Regions from separate parts of the Sus scrofa genome. Here all the other regions are linked to region 3. A link is a contact called in public Hi-C data. All regions are on one chromosome and are shown on one strand. Each heading gives the region's core, a stretch centred on a gene start, on an enhancer-like site or on the middle of the called end of the contact. The rest is flanking DNA. Distances are from core to core; before and after follow the strand shown.

Evidence for each region. A called contact is a pair of places that touch in the nucleus more often than the background predicts.
Region 1: a contact with region 3 is called in a Hi-C map of liver, with 3 times the contacts expected there. The contact joins two enhancer-like sites. A contact is called at or near these places in 3 of 47 Hi-C or Micro-C datasets (fetal skeletal muscle, heart right ventricle and liver).
Region 2: a contact with region 3 is called in a Hi-C map of liver, with 5 times the contacts expected there. The contact joins two enhancer-like sites. A contact is called at or near these places in 3 of 47 Hi-C or Micro-C datasets (liver and skeletal muscle).

Annotation. Positions count from the first base shown.
Region 1 is chr11:22,848,827-22,853,120 of Sscrofa11.1, forward strand. The region is part of intron 3 of LOC102167197 (a long non-coding RNA gene); the gene reads right to left. It overlaps LOC106504683 (a long non-coding RNA gene), which reads left to right. Exons shown (of 3, transcript XR_001298344.2): 2 at 2,192-2,390. Among named protein-coding and RNA genes, the nearest start is that of SMIM2, 45 kb to the right of the region's middle. Within about 2 kb of position 2,550, at least 6 of the 83 cell types and tissues checked have an H3K27ac peak or open chromatin away from gene starts, as enhancers often do. A contact at or near this core is called in liver, where this site is marked.
Region 2 is chr11:22,685,764-22,689,927 of Sscrofa11.1, forward strand. All of the region lies in intron 2 of SERP2 (stress-associated endoplasmic reticulum protein 2), which reads right to left. Among named protein-coding and RNA genes, the nearest start is that of SERP2, 13 kb to the right of the region's middle. Within about 2 kb of position 2,833, at least 18 of the 83 cell types and tissues checked have an H3K27ac peak or open chromatin away from gene starts, as enhancers often do. A contact at or near this core is called in liver, where this site is marked.
Region 3 is chr11:22,780,929-22,785,696 of Sscrofa11.1, forward strand. It overlaps LOC102167197 (a long non-coding RNA gene), which reads right to left. Exons shown (of 6, transcript XR_002336681.1): 6 at 1,434-2,493. Among named protein-coding and RNA genes, the nearest start is that of SERP2, 82 kb to the left of the region's middle. Within about 2 kb of position 3,328, at least 22 of the 83 cell types and tissues checked have an H3K27ac peak or open chromatin away from gene starts, as enhancers often do. A contact at or near this core is called in liver, where this site is marked.

The sequences.
Region 1 (4,294 bases), core at 1,300-3,799, 67 kb after region 3:
TGCTCACCCCCTTGGGGGAATATTCTCTCCATCGACAATGAACAAGGAGTTACAGGGGAGTGTGGTGGCTGAAGTAGGAGGCAGGGGTACAAGCTAGGGAGCTCCTCCGCCTGGCCACCCGTGGATGGGGGAACCACATGTGACAGGTGTTAGCAGGGACGACTTCAGGGGGCAAGGGAGGAGCTAGGGATCACAAAGAACGAAGTAGGATGGCCTGGCAGCCACAGAGAAGAGCAGCTTTTGTCACAGGGGATGGGAGGCAGTGTGCCCACTCTGGGAGGGTACAGGTGGGGAGGCGAGGGGCAGGGAGGCCAGGGGCAGGGAGGCAGAGCCTTGAAAGCTGAGCCCAAGAGCAGACCTTACCCCAAGACACGGGGACACAAGAAGTCTTTAAGAAGGGGAATAACTTGATCAGATTTATACATGTACAAGTTCACTCCAGCTTCTGTGTGGATGAGGCAGGGAAACCAGTTAGAGACCATCAGAGAATCTGAAAGCCAGGAATCGGAGGGACTTGAATTTGAATGAGAACGGTTGCCCGTGAGGATGAGAGAGGAGGGAAGGAGATTCTGGTGACAGGATTAAGAGAGGCAGTTTCTGTGACGGCACCTGGCAGGCTGTCGGTAACCGATAAAAGGGCTTATCACTCAACTCATTTTTTGGGACCATGTGGCGGCTTGACATTGTAGACGCTTCCCAGAGGCCTGGGCGCCTGACTGCCTACATCTCTCAGTGCCCTGAGGTTTGATATCCATGAAATCAATGTTTTCCTTTGAGGTGAAACTAGGCAGAGTAAACCCAGCCAGGGGCTGCAAGGGGAACACTCGGGCTGGCTGCTGATCATGGAGCTGAAAACGACTCCACAGATGATGCTGAAGTATCATGACAGGACTGCACGGGCCGCGGGCCTTCTTAGACCACAGGCTTTACGTACCGACTTCAAATGCTCCCTTGCCTCTCAGCTCCTGCGGATCTGAATCCAGACTCCATCAGATACTGCCTGTACCACCTCTGCTGTCTGCTCTGCTCTCTTCTGAGCATCACCTGATCTGCTACCAAGACCCCGGAGAGACGAGCACACCCTCATGCTTGTTTCTAGTTCATAACAAAGTAGGCTAATCAAGATTAGCCAACAAAAGGAGATCCGTTATGAACCTGACTAGTATCTATGAGGACGCGGGTTTGATCCCTGGTCCTGCTCAGTGGATTAAGGATTTGGCACTGCTGTGAGCTGTGGTGTAGGTCGCAGATGTGTTCAGATCTGGCGTTGCTGTGGCTGTGGTGTAGGCCGGAAGCTATAGCTCGGATTCAATTCCCAGCCTGGTATAGGTGTGCCCCCCCCCAAAAAAAAGACAACAGAAAGCTACTCATTTCCTATCTGTTAGTCGCTTTGAGGATTATGGAGGAAGTAAAAGAAGGTGGCAGTGATATAACATTTGGGAAAAATGAGCATTAAAGTGTGAATGGCTTTTCTATCAAGTGCAGAAGTGGGGGGTCCATGGTTTTTCAGCTTTGAAGGACAGTGTGCCATTCCTGGAAGCCAGGCAAGGATTCAGGGGGGTGGCTGCTGTTGGTACCACTGCTTGTCACCAAAGAACTACACAAGACCTTAGGGTGGACAGGGAGGTGTCTGTCCACCGCCCAGGACCCCCTGATCTAGGCCCAAATCCACCCCTTTCATCTTTTTTTTTTTTTTTTTTTTGTCTTTTTAGGGCCACATCCACAGCATACGGAGGTTCCTAGGCTAGGGGTCGAATGGGACACAACCACAGCAACGCCCAGAACCAAGCCTAGTCTGCAGCCTATACCACAGCTCACACCAACGCCGGATCCTTAACCCACTGAGTGAGGCCAGGGATTGAACCTTTGTCCTCATGGATACCAGTTGGGTTTGTTATCTCTGAGCCACAGTGGGAACACTCATCCCTTCATCTTCATGCAGAGCACACTTGCAGCCTTTGATAAGATGGTCCTGAAGGAAAGATGAAGGCTCTTTGTCCATCTGACTCAAATCCATCCACTGGGGGCCACCTCCTCAGTGCTCATCTTTATCACTACACACCCCTTAGAGGCCCCTCCAGAAGCCAGTCCTAATGGCAGCAGAAATCAGGTCTCCCTCCCAACCATTCCTTAAATATCCTCTCTCTTTGGCTTCCCCAGCCTCAGCTTCATCTTGCTCTTTCCCACACAGGCTCTCTGCTCTGCTGAACATCAGCTGGACTGACAAGTGGGTCTCGGCGTTTACATTGGCTCTGACGAGACTGCCTTTAGAACACTGCCCTCCATGATCTGCAGTGAAACCTGGGCAAAAGGCCCTGGCCCTATGCCTGCCCACAGTCTAGGAAGTGGATTCAGTGGGGCCTACAGAACCTGCCAGATTCTACTTATTGGTAAGGAGAAGGTGGAAGCAATAGGGCTGAGGAAGCCCGAGCTGACGATGATTAGGAGCTTGGTAGGGAGCCCTCCAATGCCCTCAAGAGTCCAGAGCTTCTGACCTGGCACAAGCTCTATCCCAGGCAAGGGACAGAACTAACTATTGAAAGGGTGTGGCCAAAGAGGGCTGACTCATGCATTTTGGTGTCTGGAGGGAGGTCGTTGGTGGGGTGTTGCAGTGCCTGACATTGTCCCTGTCTAAAAATTAACTGAATTGGGAGCTTTGGGAATATGTTAAATAAACACAGAGAATGCAAACCGGGCCGTGGAGACCAGTGCACTGTGACAAACTCTGGATTGAGGGCAACTTTGAGGGGCTGAGCGGCGATGTAAACTTCAGGGGAAAAATGAGAAATGCGAATGAGCAGTGTGACTGGATTTTTCTATTAACTGCAGGGTGCAAGAGAGAGGAGATGTGGCATACTGTTGTGACTGGAGTGCCTGCAGGGTTTTTAACGACCAGCGAGGTCAAGGGAATATAGAAAAAGATCCAGCCCCTTACATTTCATATACTCCAAACCGAGCATGTCAAATTCATCCCTCTCTTTCTATCTTATTATTACTATTATTATTTTGCTTTTTATGGCTGCACATGCAGCATATGGAAGTTCTCAGGCTAGGGGTTGAATCGGAGCTACAGCTGCAGGCCTACACCACAGCCACAGCAGCGCCAAATCCAGCCTTATCTGCTACCTATACCACAGGTCACGACCATGCCAGATCCTTAACCCACGGAATGAGGCCAGGGATTGAACCTGCATCCTCGTGGATACTAGTCCGGTTAGTTACTGCAGAGCCACAGTAGGAACTCCCATTCCTCTCTTTACGGTCCCAATTTCTACTGATCCGAGGTATTAGCCTCCTAGAATTATTTATAACATGGTTTGAATTATTTAATATGTGACTGTAGTTGGTAGCCAATCATTTAGTATGCATATATTTGGTACATAATCCCATATTATGTTTTGCAGAATCATTTGATTATTGATTTATTCTTTACATATACATTATGCATATATTTGGTACATAATCCCATAATATGTTTTGCAGAATCATTTGATTATTGATTTATTCTTTTCATATACATTAATTAAGCAAATAGCAAATACTGTGCTCTCTGCCTCGTGCTGGAAATACAGTGGTAAAAGAGACAGACAGAGTCCTTGCCATCTTAGAGCTTGTTCTATAAGGGGAGATAAACATAAAATGGACAAAAACAATTATTCAAAATTATAATTGTCATTAGCTCTATGACAGTACAAGTTTCTAAATAGCACATAGAGGGGAGATAGGCCTGGTTTGGGGAAAGGGATTCAGGGACTGTCTCTGGAGGAAGTGAATTTTGAGTTCATTAAAGATCGTACAGTTATTCTGTCCAATGTGGTAGCCACCAGCCACACATGGGTATTTAAATTTAAAAAAAAGGTAAAATTAAAAGTTCAGTTCCTCAGGGGCACTAGCTACATTCCAGAGCTCATGGCCACCTTCAGCAAGGGGCTACCACACTATAAAACCCAGACATAGAATGTTTCCATTGTTGCAGAAAGTTCTATTGAGTAGCACTGTCCTATAGGATTTAACTAGCTGGGGAGGAACCCAGGGGAGGGGAAAGGAAATACCTTGAGCCCCCAAAATATACTTCAGAACTTAGAAGAACTTAATTATAATCTATGAGAAATAATGTTTTAGAATATTCCATGGATGGTGATATTGGATGATGGGTTTTGCTCAAGGATCAGAGATGGGAAATGTTCTCTCCTCCTATTTTCTGACTCAGTCTTGGACAGAGAGTATCCAGCCCATTGTTCTGGGCTTTTTCCCACCTGGACCCCCTGTTCTGGACCCTTGGCTTGATTCCCCG
Region 2 (4,164 bases), core at 1,583-4,082, 96 kb before region 3:
GCTATGGGGCAACGGCTCTGGAGCGCTGGGATGCGGATTCTATCCCTGGCCCGGCACAGTAGGTTAAGGATCCAGTGTTGCTGCAGCTGTGGCATAAGTCGCGACTGCTGCATAGGGTGAAACTGTGGCTAGGATCTGATCCCTGGCCCGGGAACTCCATGTGCCTCAGGGCGGCCAACAGAGAAAACAACAACAACAAAAAAGTTCTTCAAGCAAGACCTGAACAAGATAAGTTTCTGGCCTATTTAGAATCATCATCTGAGGGGACCTAGAACAGGTATTTGTGAAATAGTTTTTAGATTTCTGATGTTATATATATAATATTAACAACCATAAAACTAGTTACCAAATTACACCAGACAAAGAAAGATATCACCTTGAGATATCCTATCTGGACAGTTCCATGTCTCAAAAGAATATGCTGTTCCCAAAGCTTTTGTATCTCACAAGGAATTTTGTTTTTCTTTTTGGCTGCAGCCTTGGCATGCAGAAGTTCCCGGGCCAGGGATCGAACCCGAGCCACAGCAGTGACAATGATGGATCCTTAACCTGCTGAGCTACCAGAACTCCAAGAAAATGTTTTAATAGCAGAACAATGGTGTATTGGCTTGAAGGGAATGAAACTTATACTTTATTTCTCATCTTCAACTTGAAGTACAAAGCCTTGTTCATTGATTTTAGTCTGCCCGTGGGTGCTTTCTGTTGCCTGCCTGGGTTGGTCAGAAAGATTCTGATGCTTTATCCTGGGAACATAGTCTCACACACCCGGAGTGTTATCACTTCAATAGCCTAAAAGGCCCAAGGCACACACCATTCCCATCCCTGGTGCCACTAACTTCCCATGAGGGCAACAGGGACAGAGGTGGAGGTGACTGAAGCTGCAGGTGTCAAGCGTGCTGGGGGCTAAGACTACTCAGTGCCAGGACAACCGTCAGAGGGGTTCCTACTAAGACCATAGGAGTGATAAAGACAGCAGCGAGAGTAATGAACATGTCCAAGCTGAGTCAGCAGATACAGAGCAAATCCAGGCTTTGAACCCACATCTGGCAGAGTCCACAACGATCCTCCCCTCTGAAGCCTCTTATCCTTTTACTGCCAGTTGGTCAGTTTTCAAAGAAATGTCTTGCCTAAGAGAACTTCTGCAATCCTGCAAAGTGGAAAAGTACTTCCTCAGAAGAGGGGTGCGTGTAGTGTTCATTTTATGTATTTATTTTAAAATTGCATAGCTGAAGCAAGTTCCTGGGCCAGGGACTGGATCAGAGCCACAGCCTGCGGCCAGATCCTTGAACCCACTGCCCTGGGCCAGGAGTCGAACGCACACCTCTGCAGTGACCCAAGCTACTGCAGTTGGATTCTTAACCCAATGGGCCACAGCTGGAAGCTCCTGTATTTCATTTTTAGATAACGTCCTCCGACTGGCTGAAGGGCTGGAGTGGGATCTTGGGGGCCCCTGGTGATTCCCTGGCCGGGGAGCGGGGAGCATTCCCTGGACGCGTGTACTGGGGCTGGGCTCTCCGGGGGCCTGTGTGCTGTGTCCTCACGGCTCCCCCAGTTCCTCCTCCTTCCTTCTCACCTTCTCACTCTTATCTGCATCAGCACCCCTGGCATGAGAGGCATGTGTGGAGAATGAGGAAGGCCAGCCATGGGGGAGAAGGCGAGAAGGAAGGCGCCACAAGTTTGCTGTGACACATCACTCCCCATAAGAAAGGGGTCCCGTAACCTCCTGCCGGTTTGTTAGCTGATTTTTTTTTTCCCACATAAAATGGAATGAGGGTGACCAGTAAGTGGGCATCTACTCAAACACCAACATGTTTCATCAGGCTCCATTCTTTCCCAGAAGATACTAGGATTCCTTACGACCTGCCTGACCGGAATATGTATTTACCCTGGGTGCACTGAGAGGATTTCTATAATTTTTTTGATTGAAGTATAGTTGATTTACAGTGTTTCAGGTGTACAGCAAAGTGACTCAGTGATACATATATTACTATATACATATGTTTAGATATATACTATAAACATACATATACTATATATACTATAAACCTATATACTATGTATACTATATACATATATACTATATATATATTATAATATTATAAACACATATATACTATATCTACTATAAATGTATATATACTATATATATTATATATATACACCAAACATATATACATATATACTATATCTACTATAAACATATAGTATATATATACTATATATATACTATAAACACACATACTATATCTACTATAAACATATATATACTATATATATTACATATATACACCAAACATATATAAACATATATACTATATATACACTATATATACTATAAACATATAAACCATATATCTACTATACACATATAGATACTATATATATAATGCTATATATATGTATTCTTTTTCATATTCTTTTCCATTATAGGTTATTATAAGACAGCGAATAGAGTTCCCTGTGCTACCCAGTAGGTCCTTGTTGGTTATCTAGTTTGTAAACCGTGGTGTGTGTCTGTAAATCCCAAACTCCTAATGTGTCCCTCCCCCGTGCCCCTTTGGTGAGTCTAAGTTTGTGGTCTCTGTGGCACCATTCCTTAAAAGAGCTCTTCGCCCACCCACCCGTCAATTAGGAAGGTGGGTTAACAGAGGAAGGTAAATGAAAGCAAGAGAATCGGACCTGTGATCACCATCTTCCCTCATAGGAGAAGATGTCCTACGTCTCTGTATAAAAATCCGGGAAGCATGAGGAACTAACCCCATGACCTCAGAGAGGGTGCATGACCTTAGAGGTATGACAGGGACTGGGTGAAGGGGAACGGAAGCCTGGCACACGAGTCCACCCCGTTCAAAGGGAAGAGACCTTCTGGACAGGATCAGAAAGGGGTGTGTCTGCAGTGGGAGGGAACCCATCGGAAACGCCAGTGCATTTTGTGCGAGCCTGACGGACGAGAGCCGGAGCCAGGGTGCTGCTGTGTGCACTGCAGATGAGCGGCAGGACCTGAGAGGAGAGGGGTCTCTCTTAGGTTGTGTCACAAAACTGGGGCAGAGGCGAGAGAGCAGCGATAAGGGCTTTAATCATCCAGGCACCAAGAAGTCTCATTACGTAAAGCGGAGGAACTGATAAAGGGACGGGCTAGACCGGAAGAAATCGCATTCTTTTAAACCTAGACAACTGTGAGTGCAAAAAAAAATAATTTAAAAAAAAAAAAAAAAAAGGTAGGAGCCTGTAGCCCCCGGACTCTAAGAGGGAGGGTCTGGGTGGGGGAGGGGATGCAGGAGCTGCAAGATGAACTGAATCGTGACTAATCCCGGAGAGGTGGCAACGGGGGACCGAGCTAAAGGAGCTATTGTGTTTTCCATGACATGTTTGGTTTAGAAAAAGACACGGACAAAGACAGAAGGAAGGGCACGGTACCAAGGACACACTGAGAAGAGTGACACATTTCTGTGAGAACAGCGCTGGACTTAAGGTGAAGCTTGCAAAAAAAAAAAAAAAAAAAAAAAAAAAAAAGCTACAGCTGGCTAAAAAAAAAAAAAAAGGAAAGAAAGCAAAAAAGAAAAAAGGGAGATGGTGGTGGATTTATGTTTTCGTTATGATTTTAAAAGAGATGAGGCCCATTGATTGAGGGTCGTGGCAGCCTGTTAACAGAGGAAGTGGAGATACTCCAGCTCCCAGCTCCGCAGCTGACCCCTCCACAGAAGCCAGGGGTCTTAACTAGAAAGATTTTTTTTTTATGCTGCACCCATGGCATATGGAGGTTCCCAGGCTGGGGTCCAATCAGAGCTGCAGCTGCAGCCTACACCACAGCCACAGCAACACCAGATCTGAGCCGAGTCTGCAACCTACACCACAGCTCATGGCAATGCCGACCTTTAACCCACTGAGTGAGGCCAGGGATCGAACCTGCAACCTCATGGATATTAGCCAAGTTCGTAACCTGCTGAGCCACGATGAGAACGCACATAAACAAGAAAGAGCTATAGAAGCATCATTAGAAGAGCACTGGATGTGAAGGTGGGGGATGTGGCATGCCAGGAATTTTGCCTGCTGTGCTGGTTCACAGAGTAGGAACTGTCTCTTCCCCTTTTGGTCTATTGGGACATTTGCTGACAGCAGTCTTTTGGAAGACTCCCAGTCTCCGTTAGCTTTTTTCAGGGATCA
Region 3 (4,768 bases), core at 2,078-4,577:
TAGTTTTCCTGAGAGAAAGAGGGACCACTGTGTGGGGGGGTGGGGGTGGAGAAGGGCTGGAAATGTATCAGAATCAGATATCTTTAGGTGAATTTATTTTTAGTAGGATTTTTATCATGAGAGGTCCAGGACAAAACAGGAAAGGCGCACTTGTATTTCCTTCTAGAAGAGAGATTTCCTGTTCCTGAGATTTCCATTCATGGTTTTGAGAAACGTGGGAGGCAAAGAGCACGACCTTCTGGGCCCACCCTGGAGACACCAGATCATCTGTCTGCCTTCCTTCCCCCCAACACCCCGACTTTGTCCCGAGACTGCTGTGCGAGTTCCTTGCTTTGCATGTATGTAGAGAAATAAAAAAGTTCCCAAGCTCGTTTGGAAACCAAGAGGAGGGAATACTTGCTGTTTAGGGGAGCTGGTCCCCTCTAGGAACACCAGAGATTGGTCTCTGGATTGCAGAACCATTTGATCTTGAAGCAACCCTTTGATTCTAGATATAATTCAGGCCTGGGGGGAGTGTAGCTGTTGGTTTGTGTAATCACGTGCTCATTCCTAAGACCAAAGCCTGCCTTGTGGCCATTCAAATGACGAACAAAGCGTTTCAAAGCAGGAAATTATTTTTTGTTAAGTGTGTTTATTTATTTATTTATTTATTTATTTTTGTCTTTTTGTCTTTTTCTAGGGCCACACCCATGGCATATGGAGGTTCCCAGGCTAGGGGTCCAACTGGAGCTGTAGCCAGCGGCCTACACCACAGCCACAGCAATGCCAGATCCTTCACCCACTGAGCAAGGCCAGGGATCGAACCCGCAACCTCATGGTTCCTAGTCAGATTCGTTAACCACTGAGTCACGGCGGGAATTCCTAAGTGTGTTTATTTATTTATTTTGGCCAGTGCCCATGGCATGCAGAAGTTTCAGGGATCGAACCCATAGCAGTAACTCAAGCCACAGCAGTGACAAGGCTGAGTCCTTAACCTCTAGGCTCCCAGGGAACTCCACATTTATTTGTTTTTAAATAAAGCAACGATGACTTCGACTTGTAAAGCTTGTTACTATATTTTTAAGTTTTACTGAAGCATGGTTGATTTACAAGTCTGTGACCATTTCTGCTGTACAACAAAGTGGCTTTGTCATCCATATACACATGTCCATTCTCTTTCAGATTCTTTTGCCACCATGTCGATTATCACAGACTATTGAGTAGAGTTCCCTGTGCTAGACAGCAGGTCCTTGTTGGCCAGTCATTCCATAAACCTCAGTGTGCATATGCCAGTCCCAGCCTCCCACCTGTCTCCTTTGGTCGCCAAAGTTTGTGAGTCTGCTTCTTCTTCTGTTCTGCAAATAAGTTCATTGGTATTCCCCCCCCGCCTTTTTTTTAGATTCCACATATAGGTGATATCACATGATGTTTGTCTTTCACCAGTGTGACTAACTTCACTTAGTCTGATCGTTTCTGGGTCATCCATGTTGCTGCAAATGGTATGATTTTAGTTACCAAATACTTTCACAAGTCATGTGTGGCCTTCAGGTCAGCTTCACAGTGCAGGTAAAAGGAGGGAGCAGCCCGTCCTGGGACCTCTGTCAGGGCTCTCAGCCCAGCACTCAATTCTCTGTCCTCTCAGCACGTGGGTACCATCTAGGATATTTGCTAAGAGAGCCAACTCCTTCCTCCCTTCAGCCTCCTGTGAGCTCTTTCTTCCACCTGCTACCAGGTCTGCATGGAGAGAAGACTGCTCTGCATCGGGGAAAAGCCGGGGTCTCCTTGAGCAGCTGCTGACCGAGAGAGAGGAAGATGCCTCTGATGTTTTCCCCTTTAGCGAAAACATGAATCCTCATGTGAGGTGGAGACAAGCCCTCACCCTGTCTGCTCATGAGACCACTAGGGAGGAATACATATGCCCCATGAGAATCATCTTCTTCCACCAGTAGAACACAGATTCCTGTTAAGATGAGCTTCTGCATGGCCCCCGAGTCTGAGATGATGGATTTCAGAAGGTCAGCAGGCTGCAGACACTACCTGCCAGATTTTGTGGGGTGTGTGTGTGTGTGTCCACTCAGGCAGCTATTAAGGCGGAGCCCTCTAAGTGATCCTCCCTAAGTCACAGTGCATTTCATGGGTCACTCACAGGAAAGATGCCACAATGGGATGGCACATCCTCCTACAAGTTCAGCTAACTTTGGGGTGACTTGCTCATTTATAGGAGCAGTAACTTCCACTGAAGCCTTTGTGAAATCTCTGCCATGGGAGGCTGGTGAGAAGGGACCATGGCTCCATGGTGGGGTCCTTCTGTGCTCACACCAGGCTCTTTCCACACTGACGGGAAGCCCGTGGCGGGTCGCCAAGAATGACACTTTAGGACCCACCCCAGCTAATCCATCTCCTCTAGGAACTGAATCAAATATCATCGTCTATGCACATGTTTACACGTTCCTGCAGGAGGTTCTGGAGGCCAGCCCATTATAATCTGTCATCCACGAGGTTTTGTGTCCGTGCCTGGAGGCAGAAAGCAGATGAAATTGTACACTGGAGGGAAAAAAAGCACCAAATCTCAGAGGCGAGCTCTCCTGAGGCTTAAAAGGAGATTGGGAAATCTAAACAATTCAGAGGTTAGCCTGGTAGAAGCAAAAGAACCAGGCAATGTAGTAAAAAAAGAAAACAAGTTATATCCTTGTTTGTGGTGGTACTATTCGCAGCAGCCAAAAAGTAGAGGCAACTCAACTGCCTACCCACGGATGAATGGCCAAACAAAATATACGTATATAATATATAATAGAACACACTATATAATATATAATAAAACACATTATATATACTATAATACACAATATAGAATGTAATAGATAATATTCATATGTATATGAATATTATTCAACCATGAAAAGGAAGGCTATTCTGACATGTACTACAATGCGGACGAACCTTGAAGACACTGTGCGAAGTGAAACGAGCCTGTCACAAAAGGACAGATGCTGGGTGAGCCCACTTGGATGCGGCACCTCGAGCAGTCAGACTCACAGAAAGAGCCGGGGTTGCCTGAGGCTGGGACACGGGAAGTTGTGGTTTGATGGGTACAGGGTTTAAGTTTTGCAAGACGAGCTGCTGGAGAGCGACTGCACAGCCATGTGAAGATCCTGGACACTTCTGAAGGGCAGACTTAAAAATGTTGAAGACGGTCAATTTTGTTACGTGTTATCTTACCACAAATAAACAACCACAGACAAAAATAAGATAAGCCAGTGGTTGTGTAACAAAAGGGCTTATTGTTGACTGGGTGCTTGAACTTCCTGGAGACGCAGCCACGTGTGGCTGGCGAGGGAGTGGGGTCACCGGAGGTGATCCGGGCTGGGAAGGAAGCTGCCCTAGGGAGGATTTGGTGAGGAAGGAGTTGGAACATTCTCCGCCTTCTGCCTTCCTGGGAGTTCGCCCATCCACGACTTCTGGAGGAAAACTCAGCGTGAAAACAGCCATCTCTGATCTCTGATCTGTTTTACTCTAGACACGGACCCTGTCCTGGGCAGGGAACTGCTGTCTCCTCAAGATTCCTGGAGACGGGGGTGGGTTTGCCTTTTCTTGGACCCACACGGTGATCAGACTGGTCGGACAGATGGGGAAATGCCGCCCGGGTTGGTGGTTTGGATCTAACAGAATGTTTCTCAAACCAGAATTCATGGGTTCTCTATGCAAATTTTACAACTTATAGTAGTGTATGCTATAAATATGATTTCAATTTATACATTTAATTTAAGAGGTGGAGCATCTGATGATCAACTTGTCACTAGTACGCTGGTGGAATGCCAGCACCCACATTTATGACTGGAATCACTCCACTGAAGGGCGAGTGACATCTTGAAGCTTTGCATGAATGGAGATGAAGCACCAGACTGGTCTGAGGAAAGGGGTGGGAGAATTGAGTCCTCCTGAGGCACAGGGTAGCACAGGACCCCACACTCAAAAGTGCCAGCATCGTTCCTCTTCGTGCTGTGAATTATTTCCAGCAGAACATTAGTGGTGTTATTAATGTGATGTGGTTACTTTTAATATTATCGACCTTTGAGGTTTGGTTTCCATTTAATTTCTTCAGTTACCTCTGAGCTATGAGCATCAAGAGTTTATATCTGTGCTTATGTTGGTTTATTTATTTAATTGTCTTTTTAGGGCCGCACCTGTGGTATATGGAGGTTCCCAGGCTAGGGATCCAATCGGAATTGTAGCAGCTGGTCTATGCCACAGCCACAGCCACGCAGGATCTCGGCTGCATCTGGGACCCACACCGCAGCTCATGGCAACGCCAGATCCTTAACCTACTGAGCGAGGCCAGGAATCGAACCTGCATCCTTGTGGATACTACTCAGATTCATTCCCACTGAGCCACAACGGAAACTCCAGTATATTTAAATCGCAGTATAAAAAGGTTGGTTCATTCACGGGGTCCAAGACACCTTCTCTTTAGAAACGCCTACAGCTCCTGGTGCTAGAAGCCCCTTATTTGGGGGGGGGGTGTCCACAGGCTCCAGCTGTCTTTGATCAGACCTCGAGGGAGAGCTTGCTCAGGATTTTATGAGACCAACACAATGACTTACTGAGGATGGCTGAGCTTATGTTTGGTTCTACCCATTATCTCCAACATCAGTACATAAAACCCTACAATATAAATAACAGCTTCTGGTTCATGTCCGTGAAGAATCCGGTGCTCTGCCTGCCTGGCCTTTTCTCTTAGGTTCTGCTGACCGTCTTCTATGTTTCATACCCTTTTCTTGTCCTTTCTTGT